3 separate regions of the Ovis aries genome follow, and regions 2 and 3 are each linked to region 1. Evidence: chromatin contacts called from public Hi-C data. All regions are on one chromosome and are shown on one strand. The core of a region is the stretch at or near the end of the contact, and the rest is flanking DNA. Distances in the headings are between cores, read along the strand shown.

Region 1 (3,318 bases), core at 206-2,705:
TTATAAATTGTCTTGTGATTTATATTTTGAAATTATTTTATTAAGTAGATACTATATAAATTTTAAATGCACACTGAAATTTTTTGCTCAAAGTAGTAAACTATCAATTACAAACAATTGAATTCAACCTAAATTTTAGGGATTTTCTTCAATAGTAGCAACTAATATTTTTAAAGTATTTACAATGTGCCAGGGCCTTCCCTGGTAGCTCAGTTGGTAAAGAACCTGTTTGCAATGCAGGAGACCCCGGCTGGATCCCTGGATTGGAAGATCCCCTGGAGAAGGACATGGCTACCCACTCCAATATTCTGGTCTTGAGAATTCCCTGGACTGTATAGTCCATGGGGTCGCAAAGAGTCGGACACGACTGAGCGACTTCTACTCACAATGTGCCAGGGCATTGTGCTAATCAATTTATTGTGAATTATATAGTAAAATCTTACGATGTAGGTACTATCATCACCGGCCCCCCCATGTCAGATTTTCAAAGAAATGAAAAAATCTTCCCCAATGTCGTGAAGCGGTTCTGTTAGGACTCAAGTCTTCCTGAACTCCAAGTCCAGACTCTTAAACATAATGCACATTATATCCCAAGCTGCACATTCTGGTTTGCATTACTGATGGATTTTCTGAGATTCTTTGTGGGAGAGTGCTCACTACTCCCAACGAAGCAGAACTCTGTCTTCTAACAAACATTTTGCCCTTGCTACAAATTTCCTACCAGGTGTGCACTCAGGGCAGTCCTAGTCCACCCTCGATCTTGGTTCCGCTACAGAGATTGGTCCCTAAGATCTCAGTCCTTAACAGGGCCCCTCGCCCTCCCACCCTGGCAAACTCAGGAGGGCCCAATCCTCTCAAACTTTGCTCCCTGAGAAGAGCCTGGTCCCTTCAAACCCCGGATTTCCTAACACGGCCCCAACTCCTCAGACTGGAGATCCCGGCAGATTCTCGTTCCGTCAGGCCCTCGTCCCCCAGTTCTCCGACAATGCTTTCAAGCAGGTGCAGTACTTGTACCTCAGCAAACTTCACAGAGACCCCTTCATTACAAAGGTTCCATCCCAATCCCCAACTCAGGACACCTCTCTACTTCTCCCCTCTCCAATTTTTCCTCAGAATCGCTTTTATTTTTTTCTATTCTGCTCTTTTTCTCCTTCTTATTCACTCTCCTCAACTTCCCCGACCATCTGGTGGCCAGTTTCAGTTCCAGGAGTGGCCCCCCGAAACTTACCCGACACCCTCCGAGGAGCGGCGATCTCAAACCGCTCCGTGCTTTACCTCTCACCTTTGCTCAGGCGGTCTCCGCTAGACGCTCTCCCCACCCCGACTCGCCCCGCCCGGAAAAGAATGTTTCGGCCAGGCAGCAAGCGAAGCCCCGCCCCTTCATGTCTGTTGGTCATTGCCCACAAAGTCCCGCCTCCCGAGCTTCCAGCCCCGCCTCCCTGCCCCGCAGCCCTTGTTTTCATTCCCCCTGTCACACGAGGCAGTGGCAAGCCCGAAGTGGGAGGAGCGGGAAGAGGGCGGAAAGTGAAAGCCACGGAGCGCCTCTCTTTCCTCCGTCTGACTGGGTTCTCGACTGCTCTGAGCCGCCGTTGTATTGTGGGATCGCGGCGCCGTGCCTGAGACGCCCGGATCCGCAGGGGCGCCCACTTGCTAGCGCCTCCTGTCGTCTGAAAGGTTGCCCTGCTGTTCCTCGGCACCCCAACTCCCCTTACCCCCCCATCGCCTCCTCCTCCTCCATCCTCCAGTTCAAAATGGCGGCGGCGGCGGCAGCGGCGGCGGCGATGGCTCCTCCAGGCTGCCCGGGTTCGTGTCCCAACTTCGCCGTAGTCTGCTCTTTCTTGGAGCGCTACGGGCCGCTGCTCGACCTGCCTGAGTTGCCGTTCCCGGAGCTCGAGCGGGTGCTGCAAGCTCCGCCGCCGGACGTCGGCAACGGAGAAGGTAAGCGAGGGGGCCCGAACGCCCGGCGGGAAGCGGCCCTGGTTTGCTCCTTCTCTCTGCTCCCCACAGACACCCCGGGCCTCCGCGGCTCTGTCCTCCCGCTGAGGCGCAGTTCCGCGCGGCCGGTCTCCTCCGCCCAGCCCCCGGGGGTCTCGGGCAGTGGGGAGGCGGGGCGGAGGCCCCGTAGGGCCAACTCCGCCCGGCGCCCAGCAGAGGTGGGGGCGTCGTCGTCTAGGTCTGGGCGCGGGGGATGAGGGGGGTCATTGTGCTGATCGGCCGCACCGGGGGCTGCTACCCCGCGGTGGGGGCCGGGTCCCTCTCCCCTTCTCCCTCTCGGTGGCGGAGGAAGGGGAGCGCAGGTTCCGGCCAGCTTTGCGCTTTTCTCTACCCCTCCCTCGCTCCCTCCCCTCCTCCCACCATCCTCCCTACTATCTCGGGGGAGGCTGGGCTCGTCTTCTCCGGGCTCCCCTTTCTCTCCCTCCACCTGGGTGGGCGGGGGCCAGAGGACACTTCATCTCCCTCCCTCCCTCTAGTGGGAACTCCCCCGAGAGAGAGTCGGCTCCGGTCTCCTTTCCCTTCCCCTCCAGGGTCGGTTTAACCCCCAAAACTCCTTCTTCGGGAGTCTGGAGGTTTGCTGCTCCTTCATAGGAAGGGGTCCTCTTCCATTCTCACTTTGCGGGGTGGTGGTGGTGAAGTCGGTTTTGCTTCCCCGCTTTGGTGGGCAGAGGGTTAATTTCTCCTCCCCCATAGTTTTTCTCCTCCTCCCTGCCTCCCCCCGCAAATAATAGAAAAGCATCTCTCCACTTTTCCAGTCCCTTCCCCCTTCATCCTGGCAGTAAGGCTTAGGGGAAGAAGAAGTCGCCCTCCCATTTGAAGGGTAGGGTGGGGTGTTTAGTATGTAGGATGGAGGAGGGGCTCAGACGGAGGGGGAAACAGTTGAAGAAGGTGCTTGTTGCTCATGTTTCTCTCTCTGGTGCCGCCGGTCTATTATTGGTGTTCGCAAGTGGTGCTCCTTCCACATAAGGCCACCGCGCGGGTGCAGGGCGCATGCTCTGCCCGGCCCCATTGAAACTTCCTGCTGCTGCTTGCTGCTGGTGGTTCTTTTCGCTGGAGCATCTCCGCGCCTCGCCTGCTGCCTCCAGCCCTCACTGAGCGCTTACACTCACTCCCTGTTTATTCCCGATCTGTCCTCTCTTTTTCAGGGAAAGGTTTTTTGTTGTTGTTGTACTCTGAGCATTGTCTTTATCTGGGAACAGCCCTTGGCTGAAGAAGAAACGTTGTCCAAATAGGTCCTTTTCCCCCTTTTTGTCCGTATTAGGTGGCCACAGTGTGGACTGGGTATTGTGCGAAACAGATAGCTATTTCCTTTTCAGTAAATCA
Region 2 (3,318 bases), core at 274-2,773, 170 kb after region 1:
CACAGGTTAATTCAAATCTTCGGCATGGATAAGCTTGCCAAGTCAAGTGTTTTAGGCAGCAGCACAGTGGTTAATACTGTTCAGGGTTCTTTCTCTTCTCTTTAGTAAGCATATTAGTGATCTATTGCTGTGTTTACCCCAAAACTTAGTTACTTAAAAAACCACTATTTGGGACTTCCTGGGTGGTTCAGTGGTTAAGAATCCACGCTTCCACTGCAGAGGGCACAGTTTTTAATCCCTGCTTGGGGAACTAAGATACCTGCTTGCACTGCAGCACACCAAAGCAAAAACAAAAAAACACACCAAAATTCAACAGCTATTATCTCACAGTTTCTGTCCGTCCATGAATCTGACACAGTTTAGTTGGATTCCTCTGCCTCAGGATCGCTCCCAAACCTGCAGTCAAGTTGTCAGCCAGGGCTGCAGGCATGTCAAAGCATATAGGACCACAAAGTACATTTAAAAAAAAAAATGATGAAAAATCCATCAGATACTACTTGTGGTTACCATCAGATACTACTTGTGGTTACACTCTGTAACTTCCAAGGCTAAATTAGAAGAGGCCGTGCAGCTTATACCACTCTCTTTCTTGGGATGCTCAACGTCAAAACCCAGTTGCCAAGCTGTGAGGAAGCTCAGGCCACAGGGAAGGATCTCTCAGGATCTATTCCTACTACTTTCCACTAGTTCTCGTTTCAGCTCCATCTTCCCCATAAAGTTGTCACAGAGGAAATGAAGAAATAATAAGGGTAAAGAGAGGAGCCTGGCGGGCTACAGTCAGTAAGATCGCAGAGTCGGACACAACTGGAGCGACTTAGCCTTGAACGGGGCTTGACACTTAATACCCGGTTACCATTAGCTACTTTTATGATTATTTTAAAAGTTTTTATTAGCTCTTAATACTTTTTCAGTGTCTAGTGAAGAAATAAAGAATTCCAAGTCGAATGGATTAATTCTTTTCCCCTCAGCGCCCCATATGCTTGCTGACACAACTAGCCTTTCACCCAGGGTTAATTACCTCTTTGCGCTCGTTTGCACATCTGATACCAGGGGATATGTGGCTCGTGTACTAGGACGGCGTTAGGACCTATACTGATGTCTGGGGCGTGGCTGTTGAGACATGAACAAGGCCTAGACGAGGCGGGCGCAGGTGAGAAGAGCCGAACCCACTTAGGTGACCGACTTGTAAATCAGTGTGGTCTCTCATTGCTATGCAACCTCAGGCAAGAGACTCCCTGCCTTACGGTTCCGTTTCCACTTCGGCAGAAAGAAGAAATTTATTATTTCCTGTGCTTCCTCTCTCACAAGGTTGCTGTGACGATCCTGAAGTAGGATGTGGGGAGAACACTCCGTTATTCCAAACCTGGAGCCTTAGAAATCCGAGGGAGAAGGGAAAAGCCGTAACCTGACAAACTCAGTTCTCTCAAGCCTGTGAGAGCTTGTCCTAGAACGTCTCATCTCTATGGTAGACGGGCTCGAATTCCGGGGCCGACTAAGTTACACTTCCGGGGGGAATTGCTACTGCTTCCGGGGCGGGACGCGGCGAAGGGTTTGCGGTGCCTCAGCCAGCTCCTGGCCGGTGTCTCGGCGCTCCTCGCAGTAATGAGCTTCCTCAGAAGTTTCCCGCCGCCCGGGTCGGCTGAGGGCCTACGGCAGCAGCAACCAGACACCGAGGCTGTGCTGAACGGGAAGGGCCTCGGCACCGGCACCCTTTACATCGCTGAAAGGTAGAGTCTCTGTTTCCAAGGGCTGGCTTCCTGCTCGCCTCGTCTCTGCCGGGCGCGGGCGGTGCGGAGTAGCGTGAGGGAGACTGAGACTTCTGAGGCCGTGGGGCGGGGGAGCGCGTGCCCCGCTTTGCCTTTGAGGTGCCTCTGCTGAGGAGAAGACTCGTGTGTTCCAGTGTCCTCTCCTCGGAGCCTTCATGTCTGTCTTCGTCAGACGGTGTTCGCCTCATTCATTGTGCTTTCTACCCACCTGTTTTCTGGAGGTCTGATGGGGTGCTGCTTTTTATTCAAGGTCTCAGGATTTTGAGTTTCAGGACCTGAGTGAAGAAGAGTCATCGAAGTGCCTGCCTCGTCGGCGATCAGGAATGGGAGGTGTTGCCCTGGGTAGGATATGTAGGTTTAGAGCAAATTGTGCAGGATTTTAAAGCTTGGTTAAGGGGGTATAGGTTTTTTTCTGTAGGTATGAGTGGGGAGAGGAACACCTGCACCCCCACGCTGGTAGGGGTTGTATCCAGAGGAACCTAACTCTCATTTCCATTCCTAGAAGGAATTGCCCTTTTATTTGGGTACCTGGAGCAGTTTTTACTTTCATAGACTTGTTTTACATGTTGAGATTGTAGAATAGAAGTTCTCATTTCCATGACATATGGTTCCATTCATCTTCAAGCCAACAGTCACACACTGAATCTTTTCCTGTCCTCCACTTCTCTCTTTATTCTGTATCAGTTTTGTCTGCAGTCAGAAAATTCCCTGCTTTTAAGAAGTCACATGATTATGTTGGACCCACACAGATAATCCAGGGTAATCTCTCTTTTCTTGTGACCTGATTAGTAACCTTAATTACATACACAAAGTCCCTTCTTCCATGTAACATATTCACTGGTTTGACACCAGGAGATGTGAGAGTCATAGAGGCCAAATTTCTCCCTGCCACAGCAGGCACAAAAAGATGTAAAGAACCCCTTGCTTTCGAAGGAAATCTAGTCATTGAACAAAGCTTAGTTTTCTGGTCAGTCACAGATAGGAAATTTGGATGGGAGGAAGATCAAGTTTGGGGTAAGGTACAGATAATGGGTTTGGTCTGCAAATGTGGATTAGTTGCACATATGAGCATATTTCTTGGGAGAGTTGTGTTAAAGATGAATAGATTAGATACTTGAGAAGAAGAGAGGGCCAAGGATAGAACCTTGGGGACACATCTACACAAGTTATGTTATAGAAGGTGAAGGTGAAGTTGTTCAGTCGTGCTGGACTCTTTGCGACCCTATGGACAGTAGCCTGCACCAAGCTCCTCCGTCCATGGGATTTTCCAGGCAAGAGTACTGGAGTGGGTTGCCATTTCCTTCTCCAGGGAGTGTTCCCGACCCAGGGATCGAACCCAGGTCTCCCTCATTGTAGACAGATGCTTTACTGTCTGAGCCACCAGGGAAGAAGAGACTTGAGGAAAAAGAGAGGAGTGGTCAAATAAAATCAAATCTGAAAAGCAGTATTTGAGGGTATTGACAAGAAGATCTTCAGAGATCTTGCAAGGAGTGGAAGATCTCCTTTCTTTCAAGGAGTGGAAAGTGGAACACATATTCTTAGCCCCTACACA
Region 3 (3,318 bases), core at 256-2,755, 150 kb before region 1:
ATAAAGAACCTGAGCTTCAGGTTCTGATACAAGGTGAGCAATTTTAACTGAAGGACAGTGGGTTCAAGTCCCACCTCATGGGTTCAAGTTCCAATCAGAGTTTTGGCTGGGTTCAAATCCCATCTGAGTTGTGTGACCTGAAGCTTTGTTGCTTGATCCTTGGCCTTAGAATTCTTTCCACTCTCCCCTAGCTATCAGATGATGGCTTGATTCCTTAAAGGATAGGTAGCTTTTCAACAACTGGAATGAGAGAGCAGGAAAAAGTACCCTAGGCCAGGAGAGGTTTGGAGGGGTGGCATACAGCTTTGTAAGCAGATAGGGAGGGGGGGGGGTCCCTAGAAAAAGATGTAAGAAAAGCCATTTTTGGCTTAAGCCATTGTTTGATCTAAGCCTGACCACAATGCTTGTCCTTGAACAGGTCTCTAATTAATTATCTTGAGAGAAGTGAGGGAAGGAAGGAACAAAAGAAATACGTTTTCTTGTTCCTTGCAGTCAAAAACCAGTTTTTCCTTAAAAGATATATGTAACAATCTGATATATGTCTTTGAGTTCTGCAAGAACTAATGTTCCCCACTCACCTTGAAGATGGAGCGGTGATGTCGACCCTCTTGAATTCAATCAACTAAAGCTTGGGCCCTGTAGACCTCTCCCCAATCCAATGCTGAATTCTCCTCTGCTCAAGCGCCTTCATGAATGAATTTGCATGCACCCTTAGGCTTCCGTGGTAGGTCAGAATCTGCCTACAGTGCATGAGACCTGAGCTCGATCCCTGGGTCAGGAAGATCCCTTGGAGAAGGGGACAGCAATTCACTTCAGTATTCTTGCCTGGAGAATTCCATGGATGGAGTGGCCTGGTGGGCTACGATCAATGGGGTCTCAAAGAGCTGGACACCACCGAGCGACTAACACTTAGCTTAAAGCGTCCCCAGTTTTGCTGTTTGGAGACACTGCTTTGGGGAAGATTGCTTGTGCTCTCCTTACTTGCTGCAAGTAATATGTCCTTACTTCTTTGGAACTTTGGTTAGTTGGGTCTTCAGGCTTGACAACAACCAGAAGGCAAACCCAGTTTCTGAGCAACAGCTCGATCAAAAGGCGAGCACAGGGGACAGACAGCAAATACTGAGAACAGCAATGGATGATGGAGCTGTCAGTCTGACCTCTTTGTGTTATCTTCTGAGTCAGAATCCTCACACAGCTCCAGGTTTTACCTCTAGCTCTGGATAGCTCCACCTCCGCCCTTTACACTGAAGCACTTCCCCCGACCCTCCGTTTCCCTCCGTCACTCAAACCCAACAGAAAGCCCCCCAAAGCTCCCATTGGCTCCTCCAGCCTTTCCGACCCGCCTCCTCCTGCCAGAAGCCCCGCCCCCTGTGCTACGCTCCGGCTCCGGTTTCCGTTCCTCCCGCGCGGCAGGCGTAGGTCGCTAAATCCGGACGCACAGCGACAAGGCAGTCGAGCAGCCGGAAGCGGCTTCTCTTTCCCGGAACCCCACTGCCTTGTGGGACAGCGGCTGGTTCCTCCCTCCTGGGCAAGTTTGTTCGTATTCCTCTGCCCCCCTCAGCCCCGTCGGGTACGGAAGCTGAGAAGGTGCACGAACAACCATGGCGGCACATCTGAAGAAGCGGGTTTATGAGGAGTTCACTAAGGTGGTTCAGGTAAGCTCTAGAAGGAAAGGTCCCAGGACTGGTCTGGGAAAGGGGAAGGTAGGTTATCCGCGCCCCCAGACACTTTGCCAGAACTGGCGCCACAAAGCTGGGTAGGGTGTCAGTGCTGCCAGTGCTTTGGTAGGCTGCCTCTCTGACTACACTTTAGTGGGCGTGTTCATTGGCCGCTGCTGTTGTCAGTATTAACATGTGCAGTCTGACACTAAAAAAAACTATTAGAAGAAGCAAACAGCACCTTGCAATTTACGAAAGTATCTTATCTGTTATCTTATTTTTTTCATGTTACCTTCAGTTCAGCAGCTCAGTCGTGTCCGACTCTTTGCGACCCCATGAATCGCAGCACGCCAGGCCTCCCTGTACATCACCAACTCCCGGAGTTTACTCAAACTCATGTCCATCGAGTGGGTGATGCCATCCAACCATCTCATCATCTGTCGTCCCCTTCTCCTCCCGCCTTCAATCTTTGCCAGCATCAGGGTCTTTTCCATTGAGTCAGTTCTTCGCATCAGATGGCCAAAGTATTGAAGTTTCACCTTCAGCATTAGTCCTTCCAGTGAATATTCAGGACTGATTTCCTTTAGGTTCGACTGGTTTAATCTCGTTGCTGTCCAAGGGACTTTCAAGAGGCTTCCCCAAACACCGCAGTTCATTAGCATCTTCATTTTACAAATGAGGACTTTGAGACTTCTGGTGGGGTATTGACAAATTTCCTTGCAACTCCCATTACCAAAAAAGTGCCCAAAGCCAAGTTGGCTGTATGCAGAGCTCTAAGGGTTTGGAAGAGGAATCTATAGGAGTCCTCAAGACCCAGTCACAGCAGACGAGAGTCACAGGCTTCATAGGGGTTGAAGTTTTCGTTGGTGGAACAGCTCACCACCAACCTTTTATAGTTTACCTGTAAAGGAGGGCAGTACCATCCTTCCTCCTTTGGAGTTGTTTCAGGACTGAGGGGCCCAGACCGTGTCAGTTAGTCAGTTGAGTCAGTTCAGTCGCTCAGTCGTGTCCAACTCTTTGCGACCCCATGAATTGCAGTATGCCAGGCCTCCCTGTCCATCACCAACTCCCGGAGTTCACTCAAACTCATGTCCATCGAGTTGGTGATGCCATCCAGCCCTCTCATCCTCTGTCGTTCCCTTCTCCTCCTGCCCCCAATCCCTCCCAGCATCAGAGTCTTTTCCAATGAGTCAACTCTTCGCATGAGGTGGCCAAAGTACTGGAGTTTCAGCTTTAGCATCATTCCCTCCAAAGAAATCCCAGGACTGATCTCCTTCAGAATGGACTGGTTGGATCTCCTTGCAGTCCAGCGGACTCTCCAACACCACAGTTCAAAAGCATCAATTCTTTGGGACTCAGCTTTCTTCACAGTCCAACTCTCACATCCATACATGACCACTGGAAAAACAATAGCCTTGACTAGACGGACCTTTGTTGGCAAAGTAATCTCTGTTTTTGAATATGCTGTCTAGGTTGGTGATAACTTTCCTTCCAAGGAGTGTCAGCAGTCAGTGATTCTCTATGTATTTCCTCAGAGAGATCGCTAAAGTAGAGGTTGATCCCAGGTCATACCCTGTGTCCTGCTTTTCTGACTTTGTGTATCCAAATCATCTGGGCTCTTGTTAAAATGTAGATTCTACTTAGTAAGTGAATTGGCTGG

Evidence for each region. Hi-C and Micro-C count contacts between places; a contact is called where the count stands out from the background.
Region 2: a Hi-C map of liver shows a contact between it and region 1, with 5 times the contacts expected there. The contact joins the promoter of CLNS1A here to the promoter of RSF1 in region 1. A contact is called at or near these places in 2 of 16 Hi-C or Micro-C datasets (hypothalamus and liver).
Region 3: a Hi-C map of tail adipose tissue shows a contact between it and region 1, with 4 times the contacts expected there. The contact joins the promoter of INTS4 here to the promoter of RSF1 in region 1. A contact is called at or near these places in 8 of 16 Hi-C or Micro-C datasets (blood, liver, muscle and 3 more).

What each region holds. Positions count from the first base shown.
Region 1 is chr21:15,768,973-15,772,290 of ARS-UI_Ramb_v3.0, forward strand. RSF1 (remodeling and spacing factor 1) reads left to right here and starts at 1,456. Exons shown (of 16, transcript XM_015103086.4): 1 at 1,456-1,938. The coding sequence starts at 1,752. It overlaps AAMDC (adipogenesis associated Mth938 domain containing), which reads right to left and starts at 1,343. Exons shown (of 4, transcript XM_012101710.5): 1 at 1,283-1,343.
Region 2 is chr21:15,934,958-15,938,275 of ARS-UI_Ramb_v3.0, forward strand. CLNS1A (chloride nucleotide-sensitive channel 1A) reads left to right here and starts at 1,524. Exons shown (of 8, transcript XR_009597819.1): 1 at 1,524-1,727. LOC132658345 (a long non-coding RNA gene) reads right to left here and starts at 1,462. Exons shown (of 2, transcript XR_009597821.1): 1 at 1,019-1,462; 2 at 1-420.
Region 3 is chr21:15,619,109-15,622,426 of ARS-UI_Ramb_v3.0, forward strand. It overlaps INTS4 (integrator complex subunit 4), which reads left to right and starts at 1,506. Exons shown (of 23, transcript XM_004019432.5): 1 at 1,506-1,655. The coding sequence starts at 1,602. LOC114110119 (a long non-coding RNA gene) reads right to left here and starts at 1,260. Exons shown (of 3, transcript XR_009597820.1): 1 at 579-1,260.